Linked DNA regions of Triticum aestivum: region 1 is linked to region 2. The links are chromatin contacts, called in public Hi-C maps. All regions are on one chromosome and are shown on one strand. Each heading gives the region's core, a stretch centred on a gene start, on an enhancer-like site or on the middle of the called end of the contact. The rest is flanking DNA. Distances are from core to core; before and after follow the strand shown. Region 1 holds the start of LOC100049034 (protein SGT1 homolog). Region 2 holds the start of LOC123078606 (neutral ceramidase).

Region 1 (6,226 bases), core at 1,175-3,674, 240 kb after region 2:
TCAACAATTTGTTGTTTGTCTCGATTATCTTCACTATCATGTTTTTCTGGATTAAACTTAACGGTAAATGCCTACTTGTTTTAGAATTTTATTTAAACTTCAAAATTTCCAAAATAAAGAGCTCCATGGAGCTCATCCTCCATTAAGCATTGTCGTTTGCAAGGGGAGTAAAAAGCTACATTTGAAAATCTATTTCCAAGTTGAATGCTACATTTCAAGCTCAAATCATAAAGAGCATATACAATCCTGATTACCTAATATGGCGACCTATATGCCGGCGGGCGCGCCCGGTCGTGTCCGCTGTCATCGACCGGACAATGACTAAAATGGTTGCTCCACAACCGCGATTACCTAAATTTGGTACCCAAATTCATACCAGCCATGCAACATACGTAGATCCATATGACAATGCATAAAACATAATAAATCTGACATTTGCCATATATTTAGTTCACCAAAAGGCCCGAGCTCGTCAAACTTAAGCCGTTAAGCTAAAATAAACATTAAACAACTAATTAAAACATAGGGGCGGGGGTCGGTCGGAGTTCACCACTGCATCGCCGACTCCTTCCCCTTGCGGTCTCGGCTTTGGTCCTCCATGTACGCGTCGGCGGCAGGCGAGGCGTCGTAGTCGTCCGTCGTCGTGCCGTTTGTTGTCGTTGGAGACAGAGCTCATGTAGACTGCCATGCATCGGGGGCGCGATTCTGCTCCGCCGCAAGACCGGCGGCTTTGTCCGCCACCTCGGACTCTGTTGAGCTAGAGCATCACATCGTTCTTGGGACGCCGGTAGGGGCCGTCCGGCTCCACCGACGTGTAAGATTGGCGGATAGAAAGGTGGAGCGCCTCATTGTTGTCGGGGGCGGGCGGCAGCGCCTCCGACGCAAATTTAGCGGAGCTAGACGCTTGCGCCGCTGCCCTCATCGCCATCCGATAAGCGCAACACTTCGTCTCCGGCTGGCGTAGCCGCGGCTGTGGGCTGGGTGGTGCCGGCACCGGACCACCAGTACCCATTGGCTACCAGGAGGGGCAGCTCATGGCGGTGACGGGGCGGCGATGCCGGCCGTGATGCCTGGCCTAACATGACAAGGAGCGCATCAGGCGCGTTCGGGGCGCGACGGACGAGGAGCCACCCACCGACGACGAGCTCATTGCCGACGAGGAGGAGCTCCTGCCCCAGTCCACCTGCGAACGTAGGAGAACAATGCGGAGCGCGAGCTCCTCCTCGTCCGATGAGCTCGCGGAATCCATGGCGAGGGGAGAGAAGCGGGGCGAGCGAGAAAGGGAACATACTGGAAGAGGAGCGAAGCGGACAAGTGGAGTGAGGCTAGGGTTCGTCGGCTGGGTTTTTTATGGGGACAGATGGAGGCGGCGCGAGCCATAGACCAGGCCTACGTGACGGGCATGTCCGGTCGCATTCGGGCCTCCCCATATCCACCGGTCAGTCCGGGCGTTTAGGGTGGCTCTGAGGTGTCCGGTTGGGTGGCAATTTTTGGCCCGGTCACTGACCGGACAGTCCGTCCGAGCGCTTGAGAGCGGGTATTGAGAGGTTCCGTTGTCGATGATGTAATCTTCTAACAAGCTCACCCATGTCTATTCTCATCTCCATGTTGCTTGAGTTATGACGGTACCTAGCATGCGAAGATGCCATGCAGCGTTTAGTACCATCAATCCAACATCATATTCTAATCTCCATTGACGACGCACAACAGCACAAGCCAACGACTGCACATGGCGCCGATGACAACCTTCTTACTCCTTAATCACGATATCAGACACCAAGATCAAAAAGTCACCCCCTTAACCCCATAGCAAGAGGCTAAGGGCATGACCAACGCCCCACGCTGGACAGCTGCCCCGCAGGTCCACGTCGGAGGAGAGCTGCCGTGGAGGAGAGAGGAGAAAAAGACATTAGCTTGCAGAGCTCAGGTGCAGCTTGCAGAGGAGGTAGCAGCTTGAGGGAGTGAGAGTGTGGTCCATGGACAAATGTGGTAGTGCATGCGTTGCTCTTGGGAGAGAGGGAGAGTGTGTGGAAGAAGAAAAGATAAAGTCCATGTGCTATGGCGAGAAAAAGATGGGAAGTGAGAAGAGGCTAGCTCACGTCACAAGGCTATCGGTTAAATTGAATGAAAACCGAATCGCAGTCTCATTTTTGTTGTGATGATGTGGAGGTTTTGGGGCAGCACTAGGTGATGCCACCATTGTTCATGCCCTAATCAAGCAATGATGATTCGTGAAACTTCCTGGGTCCCAAAAGCAAAACAATTAGGCTTGATCCGCACAAAAGACAGAAAGGAAAGGAAAGGAAAAGAGAGGAGGAAAAGCAAAAAACAAAAGACGGAGAACTTGCCATGCACTGCAACTGCAATCCCCCCCTCGGCCTGGCTGGCCGGCCCTGCCCCCGGAACACTCTAGAAACAGCCCCACGGGCCCTTAAGAGGCCGTTTAACCGCACGCTGCTCAATCCAATCCAATCAGTCCCTTGCTTGGATCCATCCATCCCCTCCCCACCAAATACCGTCGATCTCTATTCACCTCTCCCAAAGTCTTCGTCTGGTCTTCTCCACCTCGACGCAGACATGGCCGCCGCCGCCGCGTCGGATCTGGAGAGCAAGGCCAAGGAGGCCTTCGTCGACGACGACTTCGAGCTGGCCGCCGAGCTCTACACCCAGGCCATTGAGGCGGGGCCGGCCACCGCGGAACTCTACGCCGACCGAGCCCAGGCGCACATCAAGCTGGGCAGTTACACTGGTGCGTGTTTCCCGCCTTCCCCTCCTCGCCCCCCCGCCCCTGCGGCTCGATTCGTTTGCTTATGCCGAACCCTGTCATGATTTCCCGCGTGGATGTGGATGGAATCGCTAGGCTCTCTAGGCCCCCCTATGAGATGTTTGCGTGTGGTTCTGGGAGCAGATGAGTTCGATTCACCGTCGCTTGTTGCGTTGCCGGTGCGGTTCTAGGTTAGTTATGGAGTTCGAGCGGCGAGTTAGGCCCTAATAAGCTCGTTTTGTTTTCGTTCCGAATCCTTACGTTACCTGTGTGGTGCGCCCAAGTGTCGGTCGGTCAAAGATGGGCTCCGTTGGGGGTTGCTCTGATTTGTGTGAAATAAGTCTGGTTCGTTAGTGTCAGCACACATAGCTTGTGTGTGTGTGCAGGTGTTGACGTACAAGTGTGTTGAATCCCTAATCTCATTTACAGTTAGGGTTGACTTCCAGTTTGCATAGGCGAGGGAACATAATGGGGTAGAATAGCATTGCAGCGTGTTTAGTATAGTCATTACATGACTTGCGCCCAAAGAAGGTATGCACTTGTTGAGTTGCTACAGTTATTGCTTGCTTTTTGCTCATATATGTTGGTGAAATTAGTCAAAACGGGTGCTAACGTTGAGATTCTGGGTTGTTTGATCTCTGGTTGTTATGTTGTTGATTTCTGTTCTTACATCACAGCCTTTAGCCTAACCTTGAAAAGGAAGGAGATCTAATGTGGTGGCATGTAAAGTGTTATATTTATATCAACTCTGAGGCACTTAACCACCATAAAGAATCTGGGTAGTATCATCATTGGAGTATTGTTATTTTGCTATCTTGCAGTTCAGTATTTGGTTGTTTGCACATCTTGTTTTATTACTTGTTCCATGTATCATTGAATTGTTGCATAGAACTCCATTTCTGTCCTCATGATGTAAAGTAAAATGCCATCCAAATGTAGAGCTGTTGTATGATAATATGGATTTTTTCTTAAGGTGCGTGCTTTTGTTTTCCTCATAGAAGTGCCCTTGGAAAAAGTTATTGTTAAGCAGAGGCAAAATATTTGCCTATTTCCTCAATTTATGAGGATATGGAATACATGCTATCCTCCTGAAGTTAGATACTGTGTCCTAGCATGGCCAAGGAGGTGAGGACCTTCCTCTTCAGCCTAGTGCCATGAACAATGCCATGAACAACGACTGCCTTTGAAAAAAACCCTGTTTTTGGCAACAATTTGTAATCAATGGTACATTTCTTTGTGATAATCAAAGTATCCCTATGTTGCCTGTGTAAAAATGTTATTCAGGCAGCTACAAGCCACTGCTTGATATACTAGAAATCACATCACATTAACTAACTATCGTAAAATCGTATGTAAATTTTTCTCTGTGTGAGGTTATTTGTTCGAATGCTTCATAAATTGAGAACTAAAAGCTAATTTGATTCCCTGCATAGTGAGGTCTGGATATCTATGTTTCTGACTTGGTGGAAGCCTTGTGCTCCTAATTGTAGTAATAGCATTAAACAATTGTTCTACTCTATCTATGAAGGAAAAGATATAATAGTGAAATCTGTAGATTATATGAAGGAAAAGATATAATAGTGACATCTGTAGATTCAAGAGGTACATTGTTGTGCATGGAGTAATACTTATGATTCATAACTATGTTTCTGTACTTTGCAGAATTTCTTAGCACCTAATCCCTGTTTGTCAGTGATCTATAGTTGTTTCCTTGTTGTTACATATTAATGAAGCCTTGGTCTGCTCTTTGTCAAACTCAAAACTTGCCATGTGGCTTATTTGTTTGCCCTTTTACGTCTAGAATGTTCAAAATGTTAGTGCCACACCATCCATGTATGAGTACAATGTCATTTCAGTTCTTAATTACCAGTTGAACTCATTTTGTAAACTTTAGCCCCGAATATTATTTAACTATCCATCATGAAAGATCATGTAAGCTCAATTAGCCATTCACTATATTTACAAATATAGTTTGTTTATTTTAAGCATTATCCTCTCACATTCATATTATTTCCTATGATCATAACTCATGATTGAGTGTCTCTCTTAGTCTCAAGTGTTCTTCTTGGGTAGAGAACACATAAATCTCTCTTAGTCTCAAGTGCTCGTCTTAAGTAGAGAACACATAAATCAAGAGAATAATCAGGGCATTTAGGAGCAAGAGAATGGCATGATGTTCATTGAGGCTAATTCCTTCATTTTTGTGCCAATGGCTACGATGACCTACATTTGTGGACATACTGAAATAGTTAGATCATGCCTTTTTTACTTGTTACTTGATAATAATTGTCTGCTTGTACTCGCACAATATAGTGTACTAAGCGCGTGGTAATTTTTGTCTTGCAGAGGCTGTAGCTGATGCCAACAAAGCAATTGAACTTGATCCTTCGATGCATAAAGCATACCTTCGGAAGGGGTCAGCCATGCATTTATTCGCTTCATCAGCTGAACATAAATTTTAGAACAAACTGCCATCTATTGCCTTTTTATTTTTATCTGACAAGAATAATTCTATGCAGCTCTGCTTGCATCAAGCTGGAGGAATACCAAACTGCAAAGGCTGCTCTTGAAGTGGGTTCTTCATATGCATCTGGTGACTCGAGGTTTACTCGTCTGATGAAGGAGTGTGATGATCGTATTGCTGGTGAGTCAAACGTTTTTAGCTCAGCAATTGCCTAATGGATATAGTGATTCTTTTTTGGGCATGCCATAATAGGAATATATGTCGTCTGTGTTTTCCCAATTTTTGAGTTATTGCGTTCTGTTAAAATCTCCCATAGCACCCTTGCATCATCATCCAGTTTTTGGGACGTGCTAACACTTCTGAAGCTGCATATGATCTTTTCAGTTGCTCTTTCTTACCCACACTTGTACTACTGGGGTGTCATTAACTTGTTATGTGTTCAGAGGAGGCTAGCCAGGTGCCAGTAAAGAATGCCGCTGCAGCTGTTGCTCCAGCTACATCTTCGGGGGCATCTTCCGGGGCTACAACTGTGGCTACTGAAGTTGAGGACCAGGATGGTGCAAATATGGAGAATGCACAGCCAACGGTAGAAGTGCCAAGCAAGCCCAAATACAGGTAATTGGTGCAGAATTCCTTCAGTAGTGTTCTTTCTCCCATGATAAAAAAATTATTTTCTATGTATAAGCCCATTTAAATTTGGGGGACATCTATTACATCCACTAAATTTTATGTTTGATTTCTAGGGATGGCAGTTTTGCCCATGGGTATGGGTACCCGCGGGTACCCTACCCGAAAACAACGGGTATGGGCAAGACTTTGAGAGATTTTGTACCCATGGGTAACGGGTATCCATACCCGCAAAATATATGGGTAGGATATGGGTATGAAATTGCGCCCATGGATAACCCAATGGATACCCAGAAAAAAAAAAATGAAAATAACTCCTATGACATGTGGGGTCATCTTCCAACTCCTATGGCCTACCCTACGTCTCAATT
Region 2 (6,609 bases), core at 727-3,226:
GTTATTCTCATTATAAAGATCACCATACCTGCCAAATTGAGGTTTGCCAAGTCAACCCAACTTTATGAGCATGCAAGGCAGAATCTACAGTTTTATTGAGAAGTAGACCAAGCAGATTACAGTATAAGACCTCAAATAAAGTCACTGAGTCACTTTGTACAGTATGTATGTGCAATGTGAAATGGCTAAAGTGGCACTGCCTCAGTTCAATAATCTAAATAATGTGCAGAACAATATCAGCAGTTAATGGTGGCTTAACATAATCAAGAAAATAAATCGGGTACAAGTAAGAAGATAACTTCATAATGAACTAATATTTCAAGAGAGATAAATGAGCCAAGGATGATGTAACCAGGCAACCTTAAGCACACTCTAGGAAGAGACATCACACAGAGAGTTGAAACCTACATTTCAGGATTTTCTGATAAGTAAAAATACAATAGAAGTGAGCTCTTACCTTGCTTTTAGCCTTTCGAGCACCTTTATATTCACAAGCTGTGATGCCATGCAAGCATCCAGATTCACAAAGACAACACGCTTTCCATTAGGCTCAGCAACAATAAACGCGCGTGACTTTAGCCTGAAGTGAATTCCTGATGCAATCTGCTCAGTATTTGCATATCCCATCATGTTAACATCTGCTGCGGGCCCTGTTATGTCATAGCTCCCCATGCCGACCAAATATGGAGAGTCGGAGAGCACCGGGCTGCAATTCTGAAGGACGAGAAGTAAAAGAAGACATAGCCATATCCTGAACGAACCAAAACCACGGACTTGATAGAGCAAGCAAGATGATGCCTCCATCAGGAACCAGGGGAATGGAGTTGTTGATCAACTCATGCAAGTCCAAAATCTCCAGAGAAGAACAGATTAAGTGTACACTGCAAAAGAGAAGAGAGCCTGTTACAAAATAGGCGAACATTCTATCATAATGATGCAAGGGGAAATGGTGTAAACTGTCCAAGAAGGGCTTCTAATAAAATAAATAAACAGTGGCAACACAATTTCACTGTGTTCCTTTACATGAACACATTATGAGCAGGCGAGACCTATTGAGCATGAAGAAACTTATGTTGACTGACATATGGATTCCTCGACATTGTCACGGCAGAAGCTACAAGAGCATGGCACACATATAGTAGGGCAGATCGTAGGATAATTACACCATTTAAACTTGCTTCTAAATCACCAGGTCGACGACGCACCCTATTAAATCCATGAAATGGGGATTGCCTACCAACGCGACCGCACGTCAAGGCCGCGTCTCTCACAAGACAAGCAACCCCCTGTAACGTCCAAACTAAGCCAAATCCCACAAGCAAAGCCGCAGCAAAGCGACACGGGTTGCGGCCACTCTCTCACCAAACAAGCAACACTTTCAGTGTGACAGTCTGGGGCACTGGCAGGAACGCCAAGACAAAATCACAACCCAACCCAACCCAACCCAACCCAACCGGAGCACAAAATTAACCTCAAATCCGCAGGAACCACACTCAAACCCTGGCACAATTACGCAATATAAAGCCTGATCCAGCGAAACGCGTCCAATTAGCCACACGTCGGCAGATAAAAAAGAAACGAACAAGCGACGCGACCTGGCTGGAAGGAAGGGGGAGGAGGCCTGAGCAAGCGAACTCACCATGCGAATGGCGAATCTCAACTGGGAAGTGGGAACCCCGGCGGCTTCAGTTGCTGCTGCTGCGCTGGCTGGTCGCCTCCGTCGCCGTTTATTTATTAAACCCACGCCAAGCGCAGACGAGACGCGACGCGATCGATTGGGAACTCCAAGAGCAGGGTGCCACTGCCTTGTAGTCGTGGCTCACTGGATAAGAGGAGTTTACTAATACTACTAGTAGTAGTAGTACCAAGGCGCTGTCGATCAAATCTGGTGAGCGGTGAGGGAGACAGGCGGAATGAGAAGGAGGATGCAGTGGAGACAGGGGCGGAGTGGCGAAGACGGCGACGGACAGGGTGTGGCGTCCAAGCCACGGCTCGGAAAGGGCGGGCCGGTAGATGCGCGGTGGGGTATACTGGTACTATGGTGATGGTGGGGGAGGCCCGAAGGAAAGTGCGGCTCCGGCCACCGGCTTTGCGCTTTTTCGCGTGACCACCTGACCGGGTTTTACCGGCGGTTCACACCTGAACTTATTGTTGAAGAAATTTGTATAGAAGCTGGTAGATGGCCACATCTGAAGCTGTTGCAACATGCCGTATCCGTCGATCTGTAGTTGTCATCGTCTGGCAGATCTGGTAGGTAGATCTGACTCATATGGTCCATCCCATCGTTTGGCAGACGATAGAATGCTTTACTAAATGAAGCCGGAGTTCGGAACTAGGAGGCATTAATGGGTGTCTTGTACGGGTTTATGGTCTCATGAATTCGGTCCGTTTGGTAGGCAGGTCTGGACAAGACAAAGACGCCTGGGTACGGCCACATGTACAGCTGGGCCGATTTTTTTTAGAACCACCATTCAAGGCAATTTATTCAAAGTTTTGCGGACAACATCAGACTGCACAACGGCAGTCAAAAAAAGCATGAATTACATCAACAGATTCTACAGTCAATCCACTGACTAAAGCTTTCTTAGCACATGTATGAGCTACCTCCTTGGCGCCTCTTCAAGCGTAGGTAATATCGAATTCTTGCAAGTTTGAGAGAAGTAACTGGATCTCTCTAAGTATATGGCCTTCATTGGACCTAAACGAACCATCCTTCCATTCACCCCGGATTATCTAACAATCTGTTTCAATGAGGACTTTCTGCCATCCCTTTTGTATCGCGAGAGAGGCTGCCAGGCTCTCTAAGTGCTAGCAGTTCACTGAGACAGGGATCGTCACACTTTGAAATTTGCACATTCTTCTAGCTAAAAACTGCCCAGTGTGGTTCCCGACAACAACACCCGCTCCCGAACACAACTCTACTGCATCCACCGCTCCATCGGTGTTAATTTTCACCCAGCCTACATATTGTGGGTTCCAACCTTCTCTTGGTTTTTGCACTACAACTGCACTTGTTGGAATATCAAGTGCATGGATCATCTCTTGAATAAGCACCATCAAACGAATCGGCTGAAACTTGATCTCATCATGAGTATACTTATTCCGGCTACTCCAAATGGCCCACATTACTGAGACGGCTATCGCCGCTCGTTACTTGCTGCAGAACATCGGGTCTAGAATATCGCTAGCCCACGTCACCAGATGTAGATTAGGCATTGGGCCGAAATCATTGTTCTGACCCTTTTGACAACGTTTAGCACAATCTGACCCTAGTTCCAAAAAAATCATGATCTGGCATTTTTTTCTATTGTCATAGTAACTACCTACCGCCACGGTCCTTGGTGGCAGCAGGTGATGCGGTTTGAAGCTACGTCGGTATTTCCCCAAAGAGGAAGGGATGATGCAGCACAGCAGCGGTAGGTATTTCCTTCGGATGTGAAACCAAGGTTATCGAACCAAACAACACAACGTAAACAACACCTGCACACAAATAACAACTTCTCGCAACCCGACGTGTAAAAGGGGTTGTCAATCCCTTTCGAGTAGCGGGGCCCCAAGATGGGCAAACGGACGTGAATAAAATTGTAGTAGATTGATAGATAGAACGCCAAATAAAATAAATAAGAATAAAACGCAGCAAGATATTTTTGTATTTTTGGTTTAATAGATCTGAAAATAAAAGCAAAGGAAAATAGATCGTGAAGGCAAATAATATGAGAAAGAGATCCGGGGGCCGTAGGTTTCACTAGTGGCTTCTCTCGAGAAAAATAGCAAACGGTGGGTGAACAAATTACTGTTGGGCAATTGATAGAACTTCAAATAATCATGATGATATCCAGGCAATGATCATTACATAGGCATCACGTCCAAGATTAGTTGACCGACTCCTGCCTGCATCTACTACTATTACTTCACACATCGACCGCTATCCATCATGCATCTAGTGTATTAAGTTCATGGAGAAACGGAGTAATACAATATGAACGATGACATGATGTAGACAAGATCTATCTATGTAGAGATAGACCCCATCATTTTATCCTTAGTAGCAACGATACATACGTGTCAGTTCCCCTTCTGTCACTGGGATCAAGCACCGTAAGATCGAACCCACTACAAAGCACCTCTTTCCATTGCAAGATAAATTGATCAAGTCGGCCAAACAAAACTCAAATATCGAAGAAGAAATACGAGGCTATAAGCAATCATGCATAAAAGAGATCAAAGAAACTCAAATACTTTCATGGATATAAAAAGATAGATCTGATCATAAAATCAAAGTTCATCAATCCCAACAAACACACCGCAAAAAGAGTTACATCATATGGATCTCCAAGAGACCATTGTATTGAGAATTTAGCGAGAGAGAGAGAGAGGAAGCCATCTAGCTATTAACTACGGACCCGAAGGTCTACAAAGAACTACTCACGCATCATCGGAGAGGCACCAATGGAGGTGGTGAACCCCATCCGAGATGGAGTCTAGATTGGATCCGGTGGTTCTGGACTCTGTGGCGGCTGAAATTGATTTTCGTCGACGCTTTTAGGGTTTCTGAAATATTGGGGTATTTAGAGAGCAAAGAGGCAGTCCGGGGGGCACCCGAGGTGGGCACAACCCACCAGGGCGCGCCTGGGCCTCCTGGCGCGCCCTGGTGGGTTGTCTCTCATCGGAGCACCCCCAGGCGCAGCCTTGGCCCATTAGGTGTCTTCTGGTCCATAAAAAATCTCCGTAAAGTTTCGTTGCATTTGAACTTCATTTGATATTGATTTCCTGCGATGTAAAAAACATGCAGAAAACAGCAACTGACACTTGGCACTATGTCAATAGGTTAGTACCAGAAAATGATATAAAATGACTATAAAATGGTTATAAAACGTCCAAGATTGATAATATAACAGCACGGAACAATAAAAAATTATAGATACGTTGGAGACGTATGTCAGGACCCCGATTCCAAATCACATCGATCTAGCCGGTAACACCTCATATCACTTTGCGGCCTCACGCATGGTATTCCCACGGGTGTCGCCTTACCATGGCCCGGGACCGTTTGCGCCTGTTGGCTCATGTATATGATAGTGTCGCTAGCATCCATATGACAGAGAACCCGGGCCGACATGACTAGTCGTGAACCCAAAGTGGCACCAACTTACGGGGGCAGGCATACATGAATCAACATCGAGCATGTCGGTCAGCAGCGTGCGAATCCGGGCTGTAGCACTGGGCTAACAGGACTCCGGTGAACCGGGCTGAAGCAGGCTAGGCAGGACTCCGGATGTCACCGCGTGACATTTCCCCGAAGGGACAGACACAGGAACGAAGTGAATCACATGCCGGCTAGTCAAGTGTTCCGGAGCAGTAGTGCTGGGCTAGCAGGACTCCGGTGAACCGGGCTGTAGCGGACTACTATGGCTCATGGAAGCACAAGACTACATTTCCCCATAAGAGAGGCTACCAAGGATAAACAACTAGGTTGTCGGATCCCACACATACCAAGAATTTCAGTCATACACACAATATGCTCGATATGTGTAAATAGAACATGGCATCACAGCATAACTCTACGACTCAAGTATTATTCATTACGCTCCGAGGAGCCAAGATATTACAAACATGGGTCTCATGACCCAACATTCAGAGCATACAAGTGTTGGGGAACGTAGCAGAAATTCAAAATTTTCTACGCATCACCAAGATCAATCTATGGAGTAAGTAGCAACGAGAGAGAGGGGAGTGCATCTTCATACCCTTGAAGATCACAATGCGGAAGCGTTGCAAGAACGCGGTCGGTGGAGTCATACACGAAGCGATTCAGATCGCGGCCGAATCCGATCTAAGCACCGAACAACGGTGCCTCCGCGTTCAACACACGTGCAGCCCGGTGACGTCTCCCGCGCCTTGATCCAGCAAGGGAGAGGGAGAGGTTGGGGAAGACTCCGTCCAGCAGCAGCATGACGGCGTGGTGGTGGTGGAGGAGCGTGGCACTCCAGCAGGGCTTCGCCAAGCACTGCGAGAGACGAGGAGGAAGAGGGGTAGGGCTGCGCCAAGAGAGAGGGAGACTCGTGTGTATGGCAGCCCCAAAACCCCCACTATATATAGGGGAAGGGGAGGGGCTGCGCCCCCATCTAGGGTTCCCCCCCTAGGGGTGGCGGCCAGCCCTAGATGCATCTGGGGGGGCGGCCAGAGGGGGAGAGAGGGGGGCGCACCCTAGGTGGGCCTTAGGCCCATCTAAGCCTAGGGTTTTCCCCCTTCCCCCCTTCCCTGCACCTTGGGCCTCTTGTGGGAGGTGCACCAGCCCACCTAGGGGCTTGTCCCTTCCCACACTTGGCCCACGCAGGCCTCCGGGGTTGGTGGCCTCTCCCGGTGGACCCCCGAACCCTTCAGGTGGTCCCGGTACGTTACCGATAATGCCCAGAACACTTCCGGTGTCCAAAACGGGACTTCCCATATATAAATCTTTACCTCCGGACCATTCTGGAACTCCTCGTGACGTCCTGGATCTCATCCGAGACTCCGAACAACATTCGGTAACCACGTACATCTATTCCCTATAACCCTAGCGTCATCGAACCTTAAGTGTGTAGACCCTACGGGTTCGGGAATCATGCA

The links. A called contact is a pair of places that touch in the nucleus more often than the background predicts.
Region 1: a Hi-C map of leaf shows a contact between it and region 2, with 4 times the contacts expected there. The contact joins the promoter of LOC100049034 here to the promoter of LOC123078606 in region 2. A contact is called at or near these places in 2 of 5 Hi-C or Micro-C datasets (both in leaf).

What each region holds. Positions count from the first base shown.
Region 1 is chr3D:315,139,301-315,145,526 of IWGSC CS RefSeq v2.1, forward strand. It overlaps LOC100049034 (protein SGT1 homolog), which reads left to right and starts at 2,425. Exons shown (of 10, transcript XM_044501173.1): 1 at 2,425-2,749; 2 at 5,111-5,180; 3 at 5,284-5,408; 4 at 5,672-5,843. The coding sequence starts at 2,578.
Region 2 is chr3D:314,895,040-314,901,648 of IWGSC CS RefSeq v2.1, forward strand. It overlaps LOC123078606 (neutral ceramidase), which reads right to left and starts at 1,977. Exons shown (of 10, transcript XM_044501171.1): 1 at 1,640-1,977; 2 at 458-881; 3 at 1-28. The coding sequence starts at 804.